Linked DNA regions of Pan troglodytes: region 2 is linked to region 1. The links are chromatin contacts, called in public HiChIP or PLAC-seq maps. All regions are on one chromosome and are shown on one strand. The core of a region is the stretch at or near the end of the contact, and the rest is flanking DNA. Distances in the headings are between cores, read along the strand shown.

Region 1 (6,318 bases), core at 3,805-6,304:
ATTTATTTTCCCCAAACAACTCTTTGTATGCTATTAGCCCATATTAGAGATGAGGAACTTGAGGATCAGAGAGGATAAGTAACTTGCCATCAGTAACATGGGTGGCATAGGAAGGGTTTGAACCCATGCTATAGATTCCAGAACCCATACTCAAGAGCAGTGCTGTTCAAGAGTGATCTGGTACTGCTCTATGATGAAAGAACGGGAACTGAGAGTCAATGCTTGGAAACTTTTATAGCAGCTGGGCATTACCACAACATTCAAGCATACAGTCCGTGGTCTTGATTCACTGAACAGAATATAGACCAGTTTGGGTGACGTAGAAGTCTCCAATAAGTCACTTGTGGCAGAGGCTGTTTTCTGGTCATGCACAGTAGGACCACTCAATGTTCACAGCTCAGAAGTCCAGTCTTCACCACAGATAGTGTGAGAAGCCTCACCTTTATGGTGGAGCATCTGCCCTGTGAACTGCAGTGTCCCTGGAATTAGTACAAAAGATGCTGTTAATCAACAATGCTGCTGTTAATGGAAAAGATACCTTGTTTACACTGACATATGAGGCCCCAGGGCAGGTCTGTGTGTCGCCCATGGCACTGTCTATGCTTTGTACACAGGACATACTCAGTATCTGTCTCCCTGCTTCAGTGAATGAATGAATGAATTGACAGATGAATGAATATACATTTCTGTTGTAGCAGAGCAACTAGCTGGATGGCCTTGGGCATAGCCATGAATTAGGCAAAATTTCTCTTTAGTCTTTTCCTGCCTGTACTTCTAGCTCCTGTCTCCTCTGGCTTTTTGCCTCTGCCCAATCTTTTCAGTGCCTTCAGGGTGCTCTCCTGGCTGCCCGGGACCCCACACGCCCTCCTTTTCCTACAAGTGATGCCCTACTCTGGGACTTCACCGCCCAGTTCTCTAGCAGTTTTCCAGCAACTTCTCAGTTCTGAGTCTCTTCCAGGGGACGTCCCTCTAGCTGGCCATCCCCCAGGTAGCAGGGCTCAGCCTTGACTGAGATAACACACAGCTTACGCAAGTGGGGGTTGTCCCTGCTGGTTCTGAGAAAATCAGCAAAGCTTTCTACTCAAAGCATGATGTGGGCTGATAAAAAATAAATAAGCAAATACATTTTTAAAATCAGCAAAGCTTCTTGTTTAATTGTCTTAAGTTTCAAGGTACATGTGCGGGATGTGCAGGTTTGTTACACAGGTAAATGTGTGCCATGGTGGTTTGCTGCACCTATCAACCCATCACCTAGGTATTAAGCCCAGCATGCACTAGCTATTTTTCCTGATGCTCTCCCTCCCGCCACATCCCCTGACAGGCCGCAGTGTGTGTTGTTCCCCTCCCTGTGTCCATGTGATCTCAATGTCCAGCTCCCACATACAAGTGAGACCATGCGATGTTTGGTTTTTCTGTTCCTGTGTTAGTTTGCTGAGGATAATGGCTTCCAGCTTCATCCAAGTCCCTGCAACGGACATGATCTTATTCCTGTTTTTGGCTGCATAGTATTCCATGGTGTATACGTACCACATTTTCTTTATCCAGTCTAACATTGATGGGCATTTGGGTTGATTCCATGTCTTTGCTATTGTGAATAGTGCTGCAATGAACATACACATGCATGTATCTTTATAATAGAATGATGTATATTCCTGAAAATACTATACTGAATGCTGGCGTAGACGCAGTGAGACTGGCATTGTCATACGCTGCTGGTGAGGATAGCATGTGATACATTTCTAGAAAGCAGTTTTGTGATATGCTTCAAGAATTTTAAAAATTTACACCCTTTAACCTAAAATTATACCTTAGATGTTTATCTGAAATAATCAGAGATCTGGCAAAATGTGTATGTACAGAGATATTTATCATAATACTATTTACACAGTGAAAAAGGAAATTCAACCTACATGGAATGATTAAATTCAGTCACCATGAAATTTTATGCAGTTATTTAAATTACGTTTTTGAATTACTTTTAATGACCTGGTAAGATACTTATTAGCTATTATAAGTTAAAAAAAAAAGGCAGGGTTCAAAAATTTTAAATAAAATTTAATTTAAAAGTATGTGCATATAAACATACTGATCATCTGTCTGAGTGATAGATTCAGGGTGGTTTTATCCCTTTTGGTATTTTCTAAATATTCTATAATATGCACAAATGTATTTTTATGTTCAGAAAAAAATGTAGAAGGATTTTTTGAAGTCTTTTCCAGTTCTGCAGACAGAGCCCTTCCAGGCCTGCAGCCCCCCTCTCACTGCAGGATGCTCTGATGCAGGTCGCTGCTGGGGGCATTACCCTGTATTTGCCAGGAGCCAGCCTTGAGCTCTGTTAGCCTGTATTCTGGCCCTGGTTTTACCACTAACTGGCTGCAAGACCTTGGACAAGTCATTTTATTTCCCTGGGCTTTGAGGGTCCTCATTTATAAAATGAAGCATCCGGATTTGGTGATCTTTAGGGATTAGATTCTGATTCTGTGATTCCGATAAACTCAAGAAGTCCAGGCATTTATTGTGAATAAGTTTCCATGATTTATCCTTTTCCACTCTATGTATCTTAAACAGGGGATTCTTATCTGAAGCTAAAGGAATGAATCTCTAATGATAGATTCTCACATCAGGCTGTGAGTCACCTATACTTAAACACAGACCTAATAGTTTTCTGCAACTCAGCACCCTAGGCATTATCTGTCCCTGTCCCTTCGGGACAAAAAGGGGAGGAGCTGAGAGGGCCAGGGACCCTTCCACATCAGCCTCCAGGCCTGAGAGGGAGAGGAGGGGTGTCTCTCTGAAAGCTTCTTGCTCGTCCCTGCCCCCTCCCCCAGCTGTTTACTGCTGTCTGCTTCCTTCTGTCTCCATCCTCTTCCCTATGGGTGAGTTGGGCTTATGTCATCATGGTTCCCTGGTGGGCTGGTGGCTCAGCCACCACAGCCTGGGGAAGGAAGGGGTATGACTCATGCCCCAGATCCAGTGAGTCAGGCAGGGTGGGCTGGACCAGGGGTTTCCTAGGACAGGAAGCAGGTTCTAGGTGTGCCTTAACTTCTTCCTGGCAGGAGCCCTGCCAGGAGAAGGTATCCATCTCTCTCCCATTCCCATTTCTGTGAATTCATTCAAGAACCCCTCCTGCCAAAGAAAATGCCACTTCTTCTAAGCCTCAGAAGATTGTGTCTGGGTGGGGCCAAGACAGCCCCTTTGAGGAAGGAGATGGATAGACCACAGTTAGAGCCGAAGAGGATGAGAACTTCCCAGCTCAACCTCTCAAGTCCTGGCTTTCAGCCCAGCTAGGTTTCAGAGCTGGGACAATTCCTTAGGAGGCAAGAGTATTTGCAATGCCCTGGAGCTGCATAACCTTGGGCAAGTTATTTAACTACTTGGATTCAGTTTCCTTGACTGGAAAATGACATAATAAACACCTCATGGGGTTGTTGTGCATTAGATAAACCCTAGCACCTACTACTACAGGCCTGGCTTCAGAAGGTGACCAGCCGATGTTCATTCTGAATTGGAATGGAAGCCCCACTGCTTTGGGGCTTCCTGGGAAGTCTGAAGGCCAGTTAGTGCAGAAGGCTAGAGTGGGCCATTGGGCTGGCACGCAGTGACCCAGACCCTGCGAGTTTTCCTTGGGGCTGGCAGGTGGGAGTGGGGTTGGGGGGATGTAATATGTCTACTACAGACATGTAGAAGCAACACTGTGTCCAGAGCTCCAGGGCAGGGACTGGCCTGGGAGCTGGCTTCAGTCTGGTTCTGAAAGGCACCCCCCGCCTTCCACAAGCTGCTTCACCTTCTTCCTCTCTAGAGCCTTCTCTTCCCTTACAGGCATCTGAGGGCCTTTCCCATGCCTGGTGAAGAGTCCTGACAGGGCCCTTCAAACTGGAGCACAAATAATATGGGCCGGCCCCATGACTCTTGCCCACAACCCCAGCACTTTGGGAGGCTGAGGCAGGAGGACTGCTTGAGCCCAGGAGTTCGAGACCAGTCTGGACAATATAGTGAGACCCTGTCTCTATAAATAAAAATAAATTTTAAAAAAATGTGTGACTGTGTTCTAAGGATTGTTAGACAGAATCAGTACTACTTGACTGAGTTTCCTTCTGTTCCAGGCTCCAATATGGCCTGATAGAACATTGTTGTTGATCCTGTCTATTTAAAATGTTAGCATTTTGTTCATCGTGGATTTTTTGACATTGATTTTGATTTTAAAAAATGCATTAAAATATTATTTTTCTAGGTCTTACACGGTGGCTCTTGCCTGTAATCCCAGCACTTTGGGAAGCCCAGGCCGGAGGATTGCTTGAGGCCAGGAATCAAGACCAGCCTGGGCAACATAGCAACACCCTATCTCTACAAAAAATAAAAATAAACCAGCCAGGCATGGTGGTGCACTCCTGTAGTCCTAGCTACTTGGGGAGCTGAGGCAGGAGGATCTTAAGCCCAGAGTTTAAGGCTGCAGTGAGCTATGATCACACCACTGCACTCCAGCCTGGGTGACAGAGAAAGACCCTGTCTCAAAAAACAAACAAAAAACCCCAAAAAACCAATCATCTCTCTCTCTATATAATTTGTCTAGGTTACTGGACTCCTTGGTGCCCCCTTAAATTTTGTCCTTAATGATGGAATTTTCGGCTTCATCTTTTTTGAGGGAGCGGGGTATATCTTGGGGACAGGGGGCCCTGCAAACTGTGTCTGCCGCCTTAAAACTGTGACCTTCCTGTTACTGAGAGGTCTTCTCTGCCCCCATCAGAGGCCAGGATAAAATTCCCATACCAGTTTCGGCTCACCCACTGTCCCATCTCCTACTTGCAATGAGCTCAGGAATGGCTCCAAATCCTGGAGTCCTGTCGGTTATGTTCAATTCGATAAGCGTTCCTCGAGGGCAATGCGCTAAGTGCCCGGGAAGCACCTGGCGAAGGACGCTGAGCAGAGAGACTGGAACAGTGAGCGGCGCGGGGCGCACCTGGATGGGGCGGGGCTGGCCGCTCTGTACCTGGAGGACCAACCACCGACGCTGGAGCACCTTTGGGTGGAAACGTCACGTCAGAAATCCCGACTTGGTCTGACTTCCTGCCCCGGGGCCTCAGGCTCTGGACACGAGCCAGGGAGGCGTCGCCCTGCCGCGTCGGAGCTGCTTCCTGGGCGCCGCGGGCGCGGACTGCGCGGGCTGCGCGGGTGCCGAGGAGCGCGAGGCGCGGGGAAGGCGCACCTGGGGTGGCCCTGGCGTGCGGGCGGCGACATGGAGGACGGCGTGCTCAAGGAGGGCTTCCTGGTCAAGAGGGTGAGTGCGCGTCGAGCCTCGGGACATTGCCCGGGTGGGGCCCCGCCGACGCGGCTCCCTAGAGCGGGGCCAGACGCGCGCCTCGGAACGGGCATGCTCTGGTTCCCATCCCCAACCCCCATGGTGGGACCGGGCCGCCTGTGGCCCTGATGGGCAGAGCTGCATGTTCGAGAGGACGCGGGGTAAGCGATGGCTCAGCGCACAGGCAAGGAGGAGAATCCCACTTGGTTAGTGCAGTATGGAGTCGGGGCAGGGGTACTGAAGCGTGTGTCTTAATTAAAACTTGTTAAAATATTATGAATGGTATGATATTTAAATAATATTTACTAAGATAATATAGGCGTGCTCTGTAATTTACAACCTGTGAAGGAGGAATGCTACTATGTGTCTTAAGCACTTACTGTTGGCCAGCCCTGGATATTGTCTCATGTCATCCTCCCAGCAGCCCTGCTTTCATCAAGGGGGAAAACGAAGCCCAGAGGAGTTAGGGAACTTGCTCGGGGCGGTGAAGGCAGTGGGTGGTGGAGCCAGGATCGGGATCAGACCCACTCAGGTTGACCCAAACCTTTACTGCCTCCCCAGTGCCATACACGGTGGGTACTGACATCACTCTATTACAGATGGGGAAACTGAGGACCAGAAAGATGAAGTAGCTTGCCCAGAGCTCCAGAGCCAGTAATAGCTGGGACAGGAACTGCATGTTCTGACCTTCCCTCCTCAGTCCTTCCCCACCACCCCAGGTGGCCCAGGGCAAACGAGTGCAAACAAAAACTCAGTGCCTGGGATTATGGTAGAAGATGAACAAAAGAGCAGCTGCAAAAGGAAGTTTGTTATTTCAAAATTTTTTCCTGATTTGACCTTTTTTTTTTTTTTTTTTTTTTTTTTTTTTTTTTTGAGACAGGGTCACCCAGGCTGGAGTGCAGTGGCACAATCCTGGCTCACCACAGCCTCGACTTCCCAGGCTCAGGTGATCCTCTCACCTCAGCTTCCCGAGTAGCTGGGACTACAGGTATCCACTACTACGCCCAGCTAATTTTTGTATT
Region 2 (6,756 bases), core at 3,499-5,998, 120 kb before region 1:
CACACATTAGAAATAGGGAGAATAGTACAATAAGTCCCTCTGTCCCCAATACCCCGCTAAAATTACGATCAGCTCTTGGCCAGTCTTATGAAACTCATAGTTTTCTTGATTCTGCTGGCATCCAGCCTGCTAAACTGCTTGGCAGGTGAATCAAAAAACTGCCATAGTCTTGATACCTGCTTTGGCATCCCCTGAATCCTCCAACACCCGGGACTGAAATGCCACAGCAGTCAGTGGGGATATGCCCCAGAGGCAGGGGCTGGGAGTAGGATGGGTGGGAAGGTGGCACAGGAAGTCATTAGGTGACTCCAGACTCAGAGTCTGCATCAGAGAAAACACAAATTTGACCTGGGATCTCTCTGGCAAGTTTGAGGATTTTGACCAGAAACTGACAAAATGCTAAGATTACTTTTTTTTCTTTTTTTTTGAGACAGGGTCTCACTCTGTTGCCCAGGCTGGAGTGAGTGGCACAATCATGGTTCACTGAAGCCACAACTTTCCCAAGCTCAGGTGACCCTCCCACCTCAGCCTCCCAAGCAGCTGGGACTACAGGCGTGCACCACTGTGCTTGGCTAATTTTTGTATTTTTTGTAAAGACAAGGTTTCACCATGGTGCCCAGGCTGGTCTCAAACTCCTGGGCTCAAGTGATCCACCTGCCTCATTATTCTAAAGTGTGTTGAGCCACTGCGCCCAGCCTAAGATTAAGTTTTTATTTTATTATTATTATTATTATTATTATTTTTGAGATGGAGTCTCGCTCTGTCACCCAGGCTGGAGTACAATGGTGCAATCTCGGCTCTCTGCAACCTCCGCCTCCCGGGTTCAAACAATTCTCCTGCCTCAGCCTCCTGAGTAGCTGGGATTACAGGTGGATGCCACCACACTGGCTAATTTTTGTATTTTTTGTAAAGACAGGGTTTCACCATGGTGCCCAGGCTGGTCTCGAACTCCTGGGCTCAAGTGATCTACCTGCCTCATTCTTCTAAAGTGTGTTGAGCCACTGCACCCAGCCTAAGATTAAGTTTTTATTTTATTATTATTATTATTATTATTATTGAGATGGAGTCTCGCTCTGTCACCCAGGCTGGAGTACAATGGTGCAATCTTGGCTCACTGCAACCTCCGCCTCTCAGGTTCAAACAATTTTCCTGCCTCAGCCTCCTGAGTAGCGGGGATTACAGGCGGATGCCACCACACTGGCTAATTTTTGTATTTCTAGTAGAGACAGGGTTTCACCATGTTGGCCAGTCTGGTCAAACTCCTGACCTCAGGTGATCCACCTGCCTTGGCCTCCCAAAGTGCTGGGATTACAGGCGTGAGCCACCACTCTCGACCCCAAGATTAAGTTTAATTCAAACAACTTTTAAGTGATTCCTGTGTGCAACATTGGGGATATAAAGATGAATAAAGATATTGTGGCTTTTGAGGCTCAAGTCTACAGCCTGAATATCCTGGTAGCTCCCTGCAAAGGTAGCTAATCAATACAGGACCCTAAAAGAAAGAGGTCAGAGGTCACCACAGGCCTCAAAATAGCTCATTGCCTCTATCTTGTGGAGGATGCAGGAGGCATTGGAAGGCAACGGGGCTTCTGTTATATGCACAGTTTCCACTGGGCTCTCTCATGTTACCTCAGTATGGTTCATTCCCTGAGTGTGAGTATCTGTATGACTTCCACTTGCTAGTGAGGGGCTACCACCATCTTCTAAAAGTGCTCTGCCAGACTCGGCTGACTGCCTGTCAATTGTGGGAGAGAAACAGCTTTGTGTCCCGTTTCTGGGGATGAGGCTGGGAGAAGGGTGTGAGTGTACACAGGGACAACTTCCTCTGATCTCAGCACTGTCATCTGATCAAGCTAACAACATCCATTTGGCCACTGCTGGGTGCCTACATGACATTCCACACAATGTCCGGGGAGACAGAGAAGGTGAGCATGTCCTAGGCCGCAGGAACCTCAATACCAAAAGAAGGGGTCAGGACAACCAGGTACAACATTCCTTGAGAACAAAAACAGCAAAGAGAAACAGCTTAGTACCTAAGATCCCAAGCTCTGGCACTGACAGGCCTGGGTTTGAATACGAGCTCAGGCACTAAATAATCCTGTGGCCTTAAGCCATTTGCTTAACTTCTTTGAGACTCAGTTCCATTCTGAAATTGAGGGCAGTAATATTTGAAAATCAGGACAATAATATTTGGTTGAACCATATGAAACCGTCATTTAACCATTTTCCAACCTTCAAAATGGCCATTTCATATATCACATCATGCAGGGCTTTTTGAGAATTAAAGGAGATATTACAAAAGCCTGGTGCACACTAAGTACTCAATAAATGACTGTTATTGTTGTAATCAGCAAACAAAAGGCAAACCAATAGCATCTAGAACATAAGAGAAGATGTGGCCCAAAGATGTGCTCACGAGGCTGGGCACGGTGGCTCACGCCTGTAATCCCAGCACTTTGGGAGGTGGAGGCAGGCGGCTCACCTGAGGTCAGGAGTTCAACCAGACTGGCCAACATGGTGAAACCCTGTCTCTACTAAAAATACAAAAATTAGCCAGGTGTGGTGGCGCATGCCTGTAATCCCAGCCACTTGGGAGGCTAAGGCAGGTGAACTGCTTGAACCCTGGAGGCGGATGATGTAGTGAGCTGAGATTGCACCACTGCACTCCAGCCTGGGCGACAGAGAGAGACTCTGGCTCAAAAAAAAAAAAAAAAAAAAAAAAGATGTGCTCACTACCAGATCTAACTCTGGAGATCTGGAGAGGAGGTCATATGATTTTTTAAGTTATTTTAGAACATTGAACAAAAGGGTATATAGTGCAAAGTAAGGCTTCTTCCCACGCCTGTACTTCAGCCATAGTTCTCCCCAGCGGCAACCACTGTTACAGGTTTCTGTGTGTTCTCTCAGAGATATTCAGAGCATCTACAGGCATTCATACGTATGTGGCATTCACACACCCACCCAAAAATCGTGGCCCACCATACACACTGTACTCAACAATGTAACTTAGAGATATTCCTACATCAAAATATATATCTGCCACATTTTCTCTGCATGCTTTGTAACAGCTTTAATTTATCCTATCGTGTGGCTTTTTACATGATCTTATTGAAGGGTTCCTTATTGATGGACATCTAGATTGTTTCCAACCTTTTGCTAAACAATGCTGCAATGAATATTCAATGATGTACACCATTTCATATACATCAGAGTATATCTGAAGGATAAAGTCCCAGAAAATGGAATTTAGGGGTAAATGATGTACACTTTAAATTGCCAGACATTTCTTTGGATTTTTTTTTCTATCAGGAATGGGAGGAACATGCTCTCCCCTACAGCTGGTGACTTCTGAAGAGGGCAGAAGAGGCTCCACATTTTTTCAGCTTAGTTGTTAGTTTCAATGAGTTTGGGGCCACAGGCTGCACCCCACAATTGCCCAACTCTGAGCAGGCCCCCTCAGCAGTCTATGGGAAGGTGGTAGAAGTGGACTGAACCATACGTTAGGAATTTAGGAGGCTTGGGTTTCAGTTATGGCTCTTCCACTTTTTAGCTATGTGACCATGGGCATATCACAACAATTTTTTTTTTAACAGACAGGATCATCAGCCTCCCAAGTAGCTGGGACTACAGGCCCACACCACCATACCCAGCTAATTTTTAAATTTTTATTTATTTGTAGACACAGGGTCTCCGTATGTTGCCCAGGCTGGTCTTGAACTCCTGGCATCAAGCTCTCCTCCTGCCTTGGCTTCCCAAAGTGCTGGGATTACAGGCATAAGCCACTGCAACTGGCCTAAATCACAACTTTTCAGAGTCCCAGTTTCCTCCTTTGGAAAAATGGGGCCAATAATATGCAGAAACACTAATACCGATGTTCTATAAAGCGTTCAGTGATGGTACTAGCCCTATACACAGTGTCTGTCACATAGAAGACAGTCCAAAAAGTTTGATGAAGGAAGTGATAATTCTCCCACTGAATTTTTTAAATGGTCTTTCAAGTGTTTTACCTGAACCAAGGCTCTGTCTTGGAAGAGTTTTATGAGGTGGATTCATAGTAAAAAGCTATGGAGGAGATATCCTGGCAAGCAGAAATCCCACAAGGAGAGGAGTTTCCTTCCAGATGAGGCTCTTCACCGCCTCTGCCACCCCCACTAAGGCCCCTGGTTCCTGGCGACCGAGTCCTCGCTAAGACTCCTAGGACACAATGCTCTGTGTCATTCGGCGCCCAACCTGTTTTCTTTTCTGCTTGAATGACCTGCTCCTAGGAGTCGAGCCTGAGCCATAGGGTCCCTAAGAGAACACTCAGAAATCACAGAAGAAATAACCTAAGGTGAGATGGGGAGGGGTGCGGGAAGGGGTGAAAGGGAGCGAGCACCGATAGCAAGGTGGCAGCCTGCACGTCCGCTCCGAGGGCCCTTCCCAGGAGCGGCTGGATCTGACCGATCCCCAAGTCCAGGTACTCCCGGGGGAGGCTCCTCCTGGCCTCGAGGCGCGAGTCCCCTGGGGCGCCCGGCTTCCCAAGCCGGACCCGCGCTCCAGCGCTCCCCACCGCTGGGAGCTCGCTTCCAGGTAGGGAGGCACCTGCTCGGGATCGTCCTCCGGGCCCGAGGGGCCGTCCCCCGCGCGCAGCCTGACGCCCTCCCCCGCGGCGCAGCCCCAGCTCACCACAGCGGCGGGAGCGCCGGTCGCTCACCTCCAGCGAGCTCGCGGCCGTCCCCGCCGCGCACTGGGCACACGGGCGCCCTCGGGCCGCCGCCGCCGCCGACCTTGCGTCGCTCTCGCCGGAGTCCCGGGCTGCCGCCGGTTCTCCGCTCCCCGGCAGCAGGGGTCGCGGGCTGCGGGGCGGGGCGAGGCTGGAGCGGGAGGGGTGCCCGCGGGCTCGCTGCACAAAGCCCGGCCGAGCCTTGCTGCGCCCCATTCAACGCTCCGCCGGGCGCCCTCCTCCCCTCGGCTCCCCGCCCGCTCCTTAAAGGCAGAGCGCTGGGCTCAGCTCTCCAGGCAGCTCGCGGAGAGGCACAGGAAATGACCTCAGCAGGCTCCAGCCTCCCACTTCTCCGCACCGCTGGGCTCGTCCCTGGGGCGGCAGGGAGGGCGGCGGGGTGTCCCGGGCGCCGGCCCGGAGCTCTCTGAGGAGGCCGCACCAGCTGCCGCAAGGGGCGGCCAGAGCGCCCCGGGGATCTGCTTGGCCCCAAATAGCGGGGGACCCTCGCGGGCTGCGGGACAAGACCAGACCGTCTCCGCCAAAGGTTCCAGCGTTCTCCTGGCCACCTGTGGGAACTGTAACGTCTGGATATTTGGAACAGAAGTCCATATTTCAGTCTGGCAGACCAAATGTTCTGAGTTGCAATTTGCAGGAGAAAGAAAAAGAAAAAATAAGTTACGACAGCCCAGAGAGTAACTTACTTGCTTATTTTCTGGTCTCGCTATGTTGCCCAGGCTGGACTCGAACTCCGGAGCTCAAGTGATCTTCCCGCCTGGGCCTCCAGGCCAGCTTATGTATATGTTATTTTAAAGGAGGGCCCAGGAGGACCCTGGCTGCCAGGCAGTTTGCAGGGCAGTCATGAGCGTGCCCCTGTGCTCCTCGTTCTCAGACATTTGCAGATCTCAGATCGCCCAAAGCAATCTCATACCCAGAGGGGTTGGAAAACTCAACATTTGGCTAGGTGAGCCTGGAGTAAAGAAGATGCAAATAGAGACGATTGCAGGGAGGGATCCACACTTCAAAACAGAGCCTTCTTCCTCAACCCTGCAGGCTCTCTGTCAGTGAAGGACTGAACAGAAGCAAAATACCGTCAGCGCCTGTTTCTCCAAATGGTCCTTGGAAGACTCATCCCAGGCACCATGAAGAACACCCCCACCCTGGGTTTGAATCTGAATCTCTTAACTAAAGTTCCCCAGGCAATTCTCACGTAGAAGCTTTGAGAGCCCAGACACTAAGGAAAGCTGGTAGTGCAGGAGGCCAAACGTGAGAGTTTAACTGGGCCAGTGGGACTTCAATGGCTGAACTTGCAAACGGCTTTATAGCGTGGGGATTGGGATAGATTAGCCCCATTTTGTGGGACAATGCTCAGGCTATCCACTTCAACATTCCAGAAGTTCCGTAAGGAAGCCCAAAAACACATTCTCTGGATTTTGCTAAGAAGACATTAATTCATTCATTCACTTTTTTTTTTTTTTTTGGTCATAGGTTCTTCTTGTTCTGTTCTCCAGGCTGGATTGCAGTGGCACAATCATAGCTCACTGTAACTTGAACTCCTGGGCTCAAGCAATCCTCCCATCTCAGCCTCATGAACAGCTGGGACTATAGGCACATGCCACTATACCCAGCAAAAAAAAAAAAAAAAAAAAATTTTTTTTTTTTTTTAGTAGAGGTGGGGTCTCATTTATGAGACCAGCTCAGGCTGGTCTCGAACTCCTGGACTCAAGAAATCCTCCTGCCTCGGCCTCCCAAAGTGCTGGGATTACAGGGATGAGCCACCGCACCTCGGCCCAGAACTCATTTAATATAACTTTGTTATATAGTGAAAAGAGTCGCACCATGGAGAGTGGAATGGGAGAAGCATGCTCTCCCCTATAGCTGGTTACTTCTGAAGAGGGCAGAAGAGGCTCAGTTGTTAGTTTCAATGAGTTTGGGGCCATACAGTGCATCTCACCATTGCCCAACTCTGAGCAGGACCCCTTGGCAGTCTGTGGGAGGGTGGTAGAGGTGGACTGAACCCTACATTAGGAATTTAGGAGGCTTGAGTTTCAGTTATG

What was found. HiChIP or PLAC-seq counts read pairs in DNA pulled down with a chosen protein or histone mark.
Region 2: a contact with region 1 is called in an H3K4me3 HiChIP or PLAC-seq map of stem cell-derived excitatory neurons, with 2.2 times the contacts expected there. The contact joins the promoter of PLEKHH1 here to the promoter of PLEK2 in region 1. A contact is called at or near these places in 1 of 7 Hi-C or Micro-C datasets (induced pluripotent stem cells) and 1 of 1 datasets of contacts at active chromatin or transcription factors (stem cell-derived excitatory neurons).

What each region holds. Positions count from the first base shown.
Region 1 is chr15:65,389,892-65,396,209 of NHGRI_mPanTro3-v2.0_pri, reverse strand. PLEK2 (pleckstrin 2) reads left to right here and starts at 5,054. Exons shown (of 9, transcript XM_510017.8): 1 at 5,054-5,275. The coding sequence starts at 5,234.
Region 2 is chr15:65,509,284-65,516,039 of NHGRI_mPanTro3-v2.0_pri, reverse strand. PLEKHH1 (pleckstrin homology, MyTH4 and FERM domain containing H1) reads right to left here and starts at 4,748. Exons shown (of 30, transcript XR_008539026.2): 1 at 4,666-4,748.